Linked DNA regions of Rattus norvegicus: region 2 is linked to region 1. The links are chromatin contacts, called in public Hi-C maps. All regions are on one chromosome and are shown on one strand. Each heading gives the region's core, a stretch centred on a gene start, on an enhancer-like site or on the middle of the called end of the contact. The rest is flanking DNA. Distances are from core to core; before and after follow the strand shown. Region 1 holds the start of Tapbp (TAP binding protein). Region 2 holds the start of Syngap1 (synaptic Ras GTPase activating protein 1).

What was found. A called contact is a pair of places that touch in the nucleus more often than the background predicts.
Region 2: a contact with region 1 is called in a Hi-C map of liver, with 2.2 times the contacts expected there. The contact joins the promoter of Syngap1 here to the promoter of Tapbp in region 1. A contact is called at or near these places in 5 of 12 Hi-C or Micro-C datasets (the A7r5 cell line, frontal cortex, kidney and 1 more) and 1 of 1 datasets of contacts at active chromatin or transcription factors (oligodendrocytes).

The regions. Positions count from the first base shown.
Region 1 is chr20:4,964,404-4,970,581 of GRCr8, forward strand. It overlaps Tapbp (TAP binding protein), which reads right to left and starts at 3,474. Exons shown (of 8, transcript NM_033098.2): 1 at 3,415-3,474; 2 at 3,103-3,276; 3 at 2,644-2,904. The coding sequence starts at 3,451. Zbtb22 (zinc finger and BTB domain containing 22) reads right to left here. Exons shown (of 2, transcript NM_001009172.3): 2 at 3,813-6,178. The coding sequence ends at 4,320.
Region 2 is chr20:5,025,076-5,031,253 of GRCr8, forward strand. It overlaps Syngap1 (synaptic Ras GTPase activating protein 1), which reads left to right and starts at 3,151. Exons shown (of 19, transcript NM_181092.5): 1 at 3,151-3,285. The coding sequence starts at 3,219. It overlaps Cuta (cutA divalent cation tolerance homolog), which reads right to left and starts at 1,235. Exons shown (of 6, transcript NM_212494.2): 1 at 1,104-1,235; 2 at 680-888; 3 at 501-560; 4 at 347-392; 5 at 204-253. The coding sequence starts at 1,145.

The DNA of each region.
Region 1 (6,178 bases), core at 2,224-4,723:
TTAGACTCAGGGATCTCTCTCTTCTATCTCTCCTTCTCTCCTATGTAGTCATAGGGAGTAACCCCAGCAGAGAAAGGGCGGGAAAAGAACAACCCACACAGTAACAAAGACCAGCTACACCAATCTGCTGAGCTACTGAGGTGGTGATGGTCATGCCATTTGCCATTTAATACCTCTGGCTAACCAAATCTGTCTCATTCCTGACTTTCGATAATAAAACCCCCTATAGGAGGCCAGTCAGTACACGGAGCACAAGAAGTTTACAAACCTCCAGCTCCGAAAAAAAGAAAAAGAAAAAAAAAAAAAAAAAGAAGTTTACAAATGAGAGCCCTCTCCAGCCACAGTTAAAGTTTTCCATACTGTCTTTTACATTTTCACTTATGTGTGTGTGTGTTCCTGCATGGTGTGCATGTGGCGGTCAGAGGACTTCCGGGAGTCAGTTCTCTCTGTGTGGACCCTGCATGAAGCTCATTTCCTCACCCTGTTGGTGAGGGCCTTTACTCAGTCACCTCAGAGGACAACATCTCTCCCTTTCCTCCCTCTTTCCCCTCTTCAATTCCTGACCTCTTTTTTACTGTCATTTGTATATGCATGTAGATTCCTAGTACAGCCTGCCTGTAACATTTCTAGAAGAGTGGTTGGAACGAAGTGCTGTGTGCACTCAATACTGAGAAAGAGAGACTCGACCCTGGCTGGGCAGCTCCACGGCCAGTTGTGTGTCCAGCACGAGCAAGGCCTGGCCCTGAACCCAAACCAGGGTGATTTCCTACCCTAGTGTTCTGTGAAAACAATCATTCAGGAGAGGCGGCCTAGGCCTGCTGCAGCAGCTTCTGGAAGGTGACAGAGAGCTTCCCTGATGCTGGTTCAGTCCCCTGGGGATGAGGGGAGGGGCCTGATAGCAACGAATAAAGCCATGTCACGGTTCTTTTTATATAAGATTTGTACGTGCACTGGTGTCCGCCTGTATGTATGTCTGTGTGAGCGTGCCAACTGCTCTATAGCACACAGAGTTACAGCCGTGACCTGCCCTGCGAAAGGTCAGCCAGTCCTCTTAACTGATGACCCATCTACCCAACCCCGTTTTCATGGGTTTCTAGTCAAGCAGGTATGACCTGATGTGATGAGGAAGAGGGGATACAGTGACTTGATTTCACCCCAGAGTCCATGAGAAATGATCGGTCAGTCCTGGCCCAGAGCACTCTAGGAGCCCAGACAAGGGCCTAGAGGGTGACTTTAAACCAATCCTGCACTTCCGGGGATCCAAGTTGGGTTCCCAGCACCCAGGCCACATGGCTCACAGCCACCTGTAGCCCAGCTCTGGAGGGTCCAACGGCTGCTCCTAGATTCCCTAGGCAGCTGCACTCACATGCACAGACCCATACCTAGACACACACACAAGTAAAACCAACTTGGAAATAACTGACAGTCACTGAGCCACACACTCCTGCCCTGCAGAAGTCACATGGGACTGGACTGTCTACAACAGATGTGAGAAACACGCTGAGCCTCTCACCGATCACCCGTCACTGAGCACACAGGGCCACCCTGCACGCTGCGATTCACACACCCAAGCTTTCAGTATGTTCTTTGCTAATTATCTGGAGCTTGATCTGGGAACCTCGGGGTCCTAACTGTCTCTTGGTGCTAATAACATTTATTGGATCAGTGAGCAGCACAGCGCCTTGCTTCACTGCTACAAAGAAAAGTAACTGGGAAGAACCTACTTTCTACAGTTGGGAAGAAACAGACCCATAGGACAAAGGCTGTGGTCGCCACCGCCATCCCCCATTAAGACCAACGATGTGAGGGCCGGTTCTCTTGAGAGAACTACTGTCCCCACAACGGGCCTGAATAGGGTGGAGCTGAGAGAGGAGGTGCTGGCAGAGCTGAGGGTTTCAGACTGCCCCCCTTAGGAGTTTCAAATGATGAAGACAAAGGACTCAGGGAGTTCGGTGAGAGTATTTGCATAAAAACACCAGAAATGGAAAAGGCAGATGGTTCTGTCTTCCTGTTAGGTGGTGCCCGAGGAGAAGAGCAGACGCTCAGAGGCGTTCAAGACAGATCTACCCCATTTCTGCACATCTGCCCATGGAGTGCCCTCTTCCCCTGTCCAGCACAGCAAAGTGGTGGACCTCTGGGAACTCTGCTGCACCGCACTCTATTTAGTGAGTGAGACAGTGGCCTTTGCAGGAGAATCCACCGCTTCGGCCGTGTCCCTTCTGCCCACTAGAGGCCACCGTTGAGGCACTCAAGACCATGGCCGAGAGACTCAGGAAGAGGTTCCTTGCTGGACAGGCTGTCCTTAGGCTAGAGTGAGCTTTGAAGAGACTCAAAGTGTGATTTTTGAAACCTGGGACGAGTGCAGAAAAGAACTCGGGTGTCGGGACTCCTAACCTTATGAGTTTCTCAAACTCTGGTTTCTGGAAACCGACACCCTGACCGCCTCCCCAGTCCCTCTGCAAAGCCCCGCCCCCAAACCACAGCAGGTTTCAATTTTACTCTCCCCCTACAATGAAAGGTGAAGATTGTCTAACCCTTAACAGAAAAAATATACTGATCCTCCAACTCTTGGCGAGTCGCCGAACTGGCCAATCTAGACCCTTAAAAGCTACCCATCCATCTCCCGCTTCTCTTCAGGGCTACCTGTTGCCATGGTGATGAAGACAGGCTCCCGCTGAGGCTCCGGCAGTGGTCGCAGCAGGCTGGAGAGGCTGAAGACCGTGCCGGATACGCTGACCATCAGCCAATCCCCGTCCAGGGCCCGCGAGCAGTTCTGCTGCGGACTCAGACCCCTAGCCCACTTCGCCGAGGCGGGGAACGGGATGTAGCTGCTCATCTCGCAGTGTGGGGCGTGGGCGCCTGCGGGGTACCGCCTGAAGGCAGCCAGGAGCATTCCCGCCGGGTCTGCGGAACCGAGAAGGATGTAGCGGTAGGCCCGGCTGGAAACGTGCTGACTGTACACAGGCCGGAAGGCACAAACTAGCAAAGTAGTGAGCGACTTAGAGAGTATCCAAACTTATTTACAAAGGGGAAAACTGAGGCCCGGGGACCCTACGTGAGCTAAGAGGAGGCGACAGACGCAGCTGAGTCCCGAAGACTCACCATCCACCTTGAAGTATAGCTTAGGGTCAAGATCTGGCCGGGGCGGCGGTCCCCTGGGTCCATGGCGCAGTAGCAATGTGGCAGGTTTCTTGGACAGGCCACCCCCACCTGCATCCTCCACGAACCAGCACTCAATCGTCTGTGGTCCAGCCGAGACCACCACGGTCGCCAGGCCTGGGGAAGAGGGGCTCCGGTGACCAGGCTGCCACAAGGTGTCCGGGACCGGCCCGCCCTTCAGACCCGCGATGGGATCACCTCCCTCTCCTTCCCAATGTGTCCTTTCCTAAACGAGAAGGAATGGGGTCCGCTCACCCAGTGCCACAACGACGAGCAGGGGAAGAAGCTTCATGGTGCTGCGATCTCCCCTACCAAGTCTGTTTCCTTTCACTTTCATTTTCCCTCAAAGGCGGGGGGTGAGGAACTGGAAATTCCCTGCGCTGGTCAGGTGAGGGCGTGACTGCGCGCTGGAGGAACGCAGCCCGCAAGGGCCAAACAGAGATCCCGAAACCCTGTCTCGGGCTCTCCGGCCCCTCCTCGCCCTGCACCCACACGCGTGGATCACCCGACAGCGCGCCAACTTTGAGCCTTTAGCAGCTTAGGCTCCGCCCTCGGGCTGCGCCCTCTTAGCGCCACCTCCCTTAGAACCATACTCCTGCGTCCCCCGACCTGTGTCAGCTCCCAGCAAACAGAGGGGTGTTGGGAAACCAAGTGAAGTGACCAATAAATATTTTAATCACCGTTAAAAATTAAGACCTATACTACGCGGCTCACCCCTTGTCTCCGCCCACTTTCATGACAACCCAATTTGGGATCCTCATGGCAAGGGTGGGATAGTACAGGAATAAGGGGCGCATCCTTCAAGAGGAGTCTCAAAGGCCTCGTCCCACAACACAAACACAGACTTCAGGCACAAATTAGCACAACCTGACTGTTGGCCCTGCGACTCCAGGATGCTCAAAATGTCCCTTTTCCATCCCCCCACCGTCTTGGCACTACTCCGTGAAGGTGGGGCTCTGGTGTGCTCAAGGGAGAAGAAAAACTGCTTAGTTCCGGAGATATCGAGGAAGGGGCTAAGGAATGGAACGGGCTATCGATGGTGCAGCCTATGCCCTTCTCTAGAATATATACAAGTCCACAGAGATAAGGGAAGACGGTTTGGTGGGGAAAACCCCGGGAGCCACGTTGCCCTTAGACTAAGCTCCCCGATAGCCTGTCCTTCAGTGTGCTGCTCCTCCACCCCCACTGAAATCCATCTCGACTTTGTGCACGCTGGGTGGTGACCAGACACGCCTATTAGACGGGGGTGTGGCCGAATTCGCCTCATCGCCACTGCCCCCACCCACTGCGGAGGACTCCCTCTTGGGTTGCAGTGCTGGCCCTGTGGGTGCCCCCGGTCCAGGTCCAGGTACCGATGCGGCCCCGCCCGCGCCCATCCGGTGCCGGCGCTCACAGTGACCCCGGTGACGCATGAAACTGTCCCGCCACATGAACTTCTTGGCGCAGACACTGCATTCGTAGGGCTTGAGGCCTGTGTGCGTCTTCATGTGCTCGGTCAGGTGGTGTTTCATCTTGAACTTCTTGTTGCACACGGGGCAGTCAAAGGGTCGCAGGTTGAGATGCATATTCACGTGCCGGTCCCGCATACTCTTATGTGAGAAAGCCTTCCCACAGTGGCAAAGAAAGATCTTATTCCCGTCGCTGTTGCCTGCCCCTCCGGGGGTCCCCCCAGAGCCACTTGGTATGCCCAGACCCACCGCAGAGGCACCCCCTAGGGTCACTGCCCCGTGTTCTGCTGTGTTCCCTGGTGGCTGGCCTGGAGCCTGCGAGGAGGAGGATGGGAAAACCAAGATCTGGTTGCCTGGCACATCCAATGGAAGAAGGGGTCGTGGAGGGTGGGTGAGGCCATAGGAGGAAGGGGTGGGGCCTCCAGGGTCATCAAGTCCTGCCCCAGCGCCACCACCCTCATAGGGGCCAAAGTCATTGGAGGATTCACAGAAGTTCACCTGTTCCTCCCCCTTTTCTGCAGGCTCCGTCAAGGTCCGAACGTCACTGATACTGAGGGTAGCCTCGGGCTCTCCCCCTGCAGGAACCCCAGAGCCATTCCCCAGGTCTTCATCCTCGTCATCCTCACAAGTCAACACCAGATCTTCCTCCTCTTCCTCATCCTCTAGATCGGGGTCTTGGTGGACCAGCGATGCTGGTGCAGGGCAATTTCTAGCTCGCTTCACATACACCCAGTGTTTCTGTGGCACTGCACTGGCAGGCAGGCAGTTGGGCCTCCGGAGCCCAGCCCCAGGGGCCGCCGCCCCTCTCCCATCCCCACCGTCATCACATAGCTCATCGGCCTCTAGCAGCAACTTCCCAGAGGTGGTACCCGCACTGCCAACCACAGGGACTGGGAACACGGGGCCACCATCTCGACGGTTCCCACTACCCACTGCTGAGGCCACAAATGCATCTTGGGAGGAAGAGGAGAAATCAGTCGACTCCCGGGGGCTGAAGTAGTTGCTACTGCTGGGAGACTGATTCTCACTGGCCCGGCTGGAGGTATGGGAACGTACAGAGCCTACAGTGGCAGGGGCAACGGTGCCCCCGCTCCCTGATGGGACACTGGCACAAGGGACAGAGACAGAGGGGGCTGCAACAGCAGTGACAGTGGTAGTAGCGGCTGAAGATCGACCCTCCCGAAGGAGTTCAGTGCACTTATCCACAATGTGCCACATCTGGAGGACCGACCCCACTGTGAGGAAGTTGACAATGTCCGCAGCAGCCATGCTGAGGCGGCCCGTGTACGCTGAGGCCAGGACAGTCTCAAAAGCGCCTGGGTCCATGACGCTGGGCAGTGAGATGGAAGTCATGCCTTTGAGTAGGACCTGGTCGTGGAAGTAAGGAGAGGAGGCAGCCAAGACGGCCCTGTGAGCACGGAACTCCCGTCCCTGCACGCGGATAGACACATCGCAGAGCTGACCCTGGAGCCGCTGCTGGTTGAGGGACTCCAGGAGGGCACTGGTCACCTCAGGGAAGGACACGTGTACCACTGCAGCTGCCGGCAGAGGCAGTGGTGGTGGAGCCAGTG
Region 2 (6,178 bases), core at 1,901-4,400, 60 kb after region 1:
GACATACCAACTAAGCCACCAGTCCTGGACTCCCCAGTAAGCCCCACCACACAGTATCCATCTTGGACCTCTTTTTACCAAGCCTGGGAAGGTATGTGTGTGTCTCACTCAGCAGCAGAGTGCTTGCTTGCCTGGAATGCTCAAGGCCCCACCTGGTTCATCCCCCAGTACCACCACCACCAAAAGAAAACCTCAGTTCTTACCGGACAAACTCTGTCAGAGCAGGGACCAGGGAGCTTTGTGTTTTAATCATCTAAAGGGCAAAGACAGACACAGTTCAACCTGGTGTCAGGTGAAAGAGAGCCAGAGTTGTCAAAGGAGCCGGGCAGGAGGGGAGTTTTCTCACCATCAGCACCTCACTATCTTCCTCGATCTTTCCTTTCCATTCATAGCTGAGGAGGTCAGAGAAAGAAGGAAACAAGTCTTGGAAAAGGAAAATTTCTCCCAGAAAAAGCTCTTAGCCCCCTCAAGTTAGATTAAGTTTCTAACTGACAACTCACATGGATGTGATCTGCGGGATGAGGTTGACGCAGGCTGCCAGGCGCTTCTCTACCACTGCCCTGAGGGTGAAGCGAGATCAGAGTGCGCACGGCCTGGAGTTGTGCTAGTACCCCAGAGACAGCACCCTCTCCCTATCCCCAACTTTCCTTCGTAGGTCCTCGGGCCGAAGTTCCCCCACCTGGCAATCTCCTTGGCGACTTTTTCGTTCGGACAAGTGACAAAGGCTGCAGAGACTGATCCTGGAACGTAGCCGGAGCCCGAGGCCGGCGACGGCTGGGACGGAGGGCTTCCAGAAGCCATGGACAGCAGAGCTCGGGGTAGCAATAGAAGGCGGGAAGCCACCGGCAGTAGGGCAGGCATGCAAAGAAACGACAGGAGCAGCGTGGCCTGGAGCAGGGGAGGGGGGCGGATTCAGTGTCCCCACAACTGCACCAGGAAACCGCACCCGGGCTGCCTTTTGGGGCAGACACCAGGCCTCTGCCCTGCCTTTTCTGCACTAGGAAGAAAAATGTCCCTGAAACTTAAAACTTGGGACAGCTCCTCGGTTCGGCGGATGAAGCTCGGCCAGACTTCGAGACCGGAAGGGGCGGGACCAGACTCACCCCTCCGCCGAGTAGGACGCCGAGCGCCCGCCCCCAGTTCATGCAGCCCGCGCTGGTAGAGAAAAGGAGAGATCAAAGGCCGCTCATTTCACCGAGGAAGGATCGGGAGCCCCGAGCGGAGCGGTCTCCCCTTACCTGCAGAAGCCACGTGACGAGAAAACAGTGCACACCACGTGACAGGAGCAGCCCTGCCTTCCCAGAATCTCCAGACCTGGCCAATCCCGGCCCTCGAATGGCCCGCTAGCCCTGCCTCCCTAAGGGGGCGTGGCGTCCGGCCCCCTGGCCAATCGGCAGCTTGGTCCGAGGACGTGCGCAGGAGTAGTCCGCCCACTTCCGTGAAGCCAGAGCCCGCTGCTGGCAGGGGAACGCTGCTGCGGCGGCCCGCCGTCACGTGATGAGGCCTGTCCTTTCAGGAGGCGCCGCCTCAGGAGCAGCGAGCGGAGGCCAATCTCCGGTCGGCCTCGCCGGCCACGTGATGCGGGACCTGGCGACCCGCGCTCTCGCTGCGTCAAGCTGGGGCCGGGGAGTCGTCCTGAGGCCCCGGAGTGTGCCTAGTAACAGTCCCCCTCCCTCCCCGCGCTGACAGGCGGGGAGCAGTGAGAGCGTCGGAGCAGCCTTGGGTGGGGACAGTGCCCCCCCCACACCCACCCCGCCCGCCCTTGCGTTAGCACCGAACTGAGAAGCCAGCTGTCCCTGGGTAGGGGGCAGTGATCAGGCAGGCTCAGGCATGGCACTGCCAGGGCTGGGTGAGGAAAGACACCTTTGCAAAGCCCTGGGTGACACCTGTAAATGGGCTAGTGGGTGATGCGAGATGCCGAGAACCCAAAGCTTAGGACCAAGTGTCTGACATAGGAGAGTTGCAGGTTAAGAGTTCAGAGGGATGGCCCTGTTCTTTCTCCCTTGCTGATTCTTCTCCCCAGGACTGGCCCTTACAGTCCTGTCTTGGGTATCCTTACCTTCATCCATTCCCCCAAGGAGCCAGGACCTGCCCTACATAACCTCCCTGGAGCCTAAACACATCCAGTGACCCAAAAAATGGAGAGGGGACCAGTGAGAGGCCAGAAAAGAGGGAGGAGACAGCAGGAAAAAGGGCTCTGCCGCCCAAATATTAGCCCTCCCTCCAAGGTCTGGGGTCCTTGGCGTGGGTGGCTGATGTTAGGCTCCTGCATTTCCTTCTTGAGTTGGGAGGGGGCCGGTCTCTGAGACCCTTGTGTGTGTAGGTGATGGGGGCGGGGGTCCAATATTTGGGCCCTTCCTAGGGTCTGAGTTACCTGTCGAGTTGCTTCAGGGAATGGAGTCCTGCCGTCACCAACTCAGACCTTTCAGATGGAATGTATTTTATTTAGATCTCTGTGTGGTCATCTTCATCTTTGGGTCAGCCGAATGTCTCCTCCCTCGTCCCCAAGTTTGCAGTTTCTTTGAGACATGAATGTGGGGTTTCTTATCTCAAGCTAGGTTCTGAAATCTAATTCTGGCCTGGGACTCTTTTCTAATATTGGCTTCATGTTTTCCTTTGGGTCTAGGTCTCTGTTTTAGATCCCCCAAACTACCAGTCCAGGGTTCGAATAAGATTAATATGGGTTTGGGGAACCCATATTCTGATCCATGAATCCTTTCTTTAATTTGGGTTCAGAGTGGGGAGTGTTCTGAGCTCAGAGGTCTCTTCCTTCTAGATTTGGATCTGTGAGACCCAATTTGTTGAGTATGGAGTGAGGGGTGAAATATCTTTCTCTGGATCTGGGTCTGGGGTCTGTCTCAGGGTCTTGGGTTAGCTTCTTCAGGTCTCTGGTGTGTATGAGTCAGGGGTCCCTCGCGCTCTCTCTTTCCAGGTCTCCCTGAGTAGGGGTGGGGGCTGCAGTCTCTCCCTCCTCCTCCTGCTCTCTCCTCTCTAGCTCGCTTCCCCCGCCCCCCCTCTCTCTCTGCTGCCGCTGCTGCCGTTGGCTCTTATTCTCCTCCTCCTCCTCCTCTCTCCTCCTCTCTGCTCCTCTCCGCTCCTCTCTCCTCCTCTCTCCTCCTCCTCCTCCTCCTCCACCTCCTCCTTCTCCCCCTTTCTCTCCCCCTCTTTCTCTCTTCTTTTTCTTCCCCGTCCCCCCCGCCCCCTCCCCCTCAGGCCTGATGAGCAGGTCTCGAGCCTCCATCCATCGGGGGAGCATCCCCGCGATGTCCTATGCCCCCTTCAGAGGTACGGTGGTGGTAAGGGTAGGGGAGGGCCATATGGGGGGGCAAGAGGGGGAGGGGCAGGGGGCGGGGGAGGGCCAGGGCCACCGAGGGGAAGGAGCGGCTGAAATGGAGGGAGAGGGGAGGGCTGGAAAGGCAGAGGTGGGAACAGTGGGAAAGGAGGGATTAGAGGCATAGGGGTAGGTAAGGGATAGAGGGGCTGAGATATGGGCCCTGAAAGGGGCTGAGGGGAAGTGATGGAGGGAAAGCGCGTCAGAAAGGGATGAGAAGGGAGGACTGAGTTTGGGGAAAGGCTGCAGAAATGGTTTGGATTTGGGAGCTGAGTGAGGAAGAAATTACCAAGGAAATAGAGGCACGGGCTTAGGAGATGGGTAGAGGGGAAAATGAAAACACGGGCGGCGTGAGAGACCAAGGAGATGGGAAGGGAATTTGGTGAGGGGCTCGGGGTGATAGGACTTAGGAAAAGAGTAGAGGAGGGAGGGAGGGAAGGGGGCCAGATGGAGAAAGAGGGTGGCAGTGGGGGGGTGGGGGGTCCAGATGGAGGGAAGAGAGGAGAGAGAGAGAGGGTTGGGGGAGGGGACGCCAGAGAAGGGGGAGGATCAAGTGTTTTTTTTTTGTTTTGTTTTTTTTTTTGGTTGGGTTGGGGGGAGATGCATTTAAGATTGAGGGATGGTTGCAAGGGCCAGGTAACAATTCTGAGGGCGACTGGCTCTTAGAAGTGAGATGCAGTCTCAGGGTCTCATTTGCTTCCTTCACTTAATCGCTTTGACCCCTTCCCCCACCCCACCTCTTCTTTCCAGTCCCCCTCCCTGCCTCTGCTGTCCATCAGTTATATCTTTCCCCCCATATGGTGTCCGTTTCTTATATGAGTCCCCCTTCTGTCCTTCCCCTGTATTGGTCCCTACCTCATATCTCTTCTCTCTCCCTCCCCTTTTCTAATAACTACCTTAGTACATCACTGCTGCTCCCGGGCTCTGTGTGTGTCTCAGCCCCCGTCGGGCCCTGCTCACCCATGTTGGCTGAAACCTTCTGGTCCATTCACTTGCCTTAGGCATACACCACCATCATTACTTCCTTTTCTCTTAGATCCACCCTGTTACTTGTCCCTCAGCTCACCCTCTGTTTCCTATCCCACTTCCCATCTTGTCACATGGTTATTTCCTCTTATGCCCCAACCTGGTGATTCCTCTCTTCTTGTCCCCTCTGCTTCCTTGGGTGATGGAGATTTGGGGGGGTACCAAAACATGGGTTTTGATGGTTGGAACAGGGCTCTAGGGAATCCCCGTCTTGGACTCTTGTGGAATTTGTCATTCCAGTAAAAATTTCCCATTTCCCCTTTCTCTGCCATGTTCCATCATCTCCCAGGGTCACTAGTGTACTTAACTATAGACTGTGTGTGTGCCTGTGTGTGTGTGTGTGCTTGCATGTATGTGTGTGTATGTGTGCATGTGTGCCTGTGTACGCGTGCATGTGTGTGCGCATGTGTATGCATGTATGCATATGTGTGTGTGTGTGTGTGTGTGTGTGTGTGTGTATGCGTGTGTGTGTGCGCATGTGTAGAGTTGAACCTAAGCTAAGGTCCCCTGTGTCCCTTTCCTGTTCCCAGTAGAATAGTGTCCCTTGAGGTCTAACCTGCTTGCCCCAGCTGTAGCCTGGAGCAGCTGTTGTGTCTTGCTTACATGCATCCACAGATTTTCCCTCTGGGTCCACCATGTGTTGAGATGAACTAGGCCTCCAATGGCTGCGCTCTAAGTTATGGGTGGAGGGTGTTGCTGCTGTTGTGCTGGGGCTTTGAATCCTAGTGGGATTTTTGTTGTTGCTGTTGTCGGTTTTGGGGGTTGTTGTTGTTATTGTTTGTTTTGTTGGGTTTTTTTTTCCCTACCACTGAGCTATAATCCTCAGCCCCACCAGTGATCTTTGATATTTAGAGAATACGAGGAGAGTCTCCAAGAAAGCATCAAGACAGTGAAATTCTGAAAGCACTGTGAGGTTTAGGCACAATTCCCCAGGTGTTCATCTTTCTGTCTGACCTGCGATTTGGGTAAATATGACCATCATCGGTAAGGGGATGGAGTTCCCTAAAGTTACTCAAGGGACTGGAACGAAGCTCAAAGGCCAGTTCTCCTGAAAGGTGCCCAAGTTAATTACCCCACAAAGGTGACAGCACTGGGATTTTCTTCCTGTGAACATTCTCCAACTGATCTCTTAAGCCTAGACTTATCACTCCAATGTCACCAATCTAACTTTTCTGACTCCCTTAAGTCCTTTCCTTCACTATGTCCCCAAAAATGGTCTATGGCAACAATGCTAGCAAGACAGCCAAGATGTCTCAGGGAGATCCTCGGACAACTGTTGGTCCTTCCCCGCTCCCCCCACCCCCAAATCTATCTTCAGATCCTTGGGAAGTTCCTCTGTCATCAGGCCTGGCTGTTCCGCTCTCCTCCACTCTTTCTTAAGTTCCTCACTGTGCCCAATGACAGCCAGGTGCGGCTGTCAACCTGTAGAGTTGGCTTCATTTCTACCTATGAAGCTTAGGTGGGGAGAGGAGGATTGACTCTTGACTCCTGAGCATGTTGTGAACAGAAAGGCCAATCCCATCTCTGGTCATCCAAGCAGTATACTCACAACCTTCTCCCACCCTGATCCCCCTGATAACATCAGGATAGAAGTGGGTAATTAGGAAGGGAAGAAGAGAGGGGAGGCCTCGTGCCTCTCTGAACATGTAAGCCCCCCTTCCTCTCTTCTAAATGTTTATTTCTCAGGATCTCATGTCTCAGATATTCTTCAGAATACCGTCTTCCTCTCTACAGCTGGGCACCTCAGATTCTCCTAAACGTGTGAGGCCACATCCATTGTGAACAGCTTGTCAGTTCCTCTCCTCTGACCTCTCTGTCTTT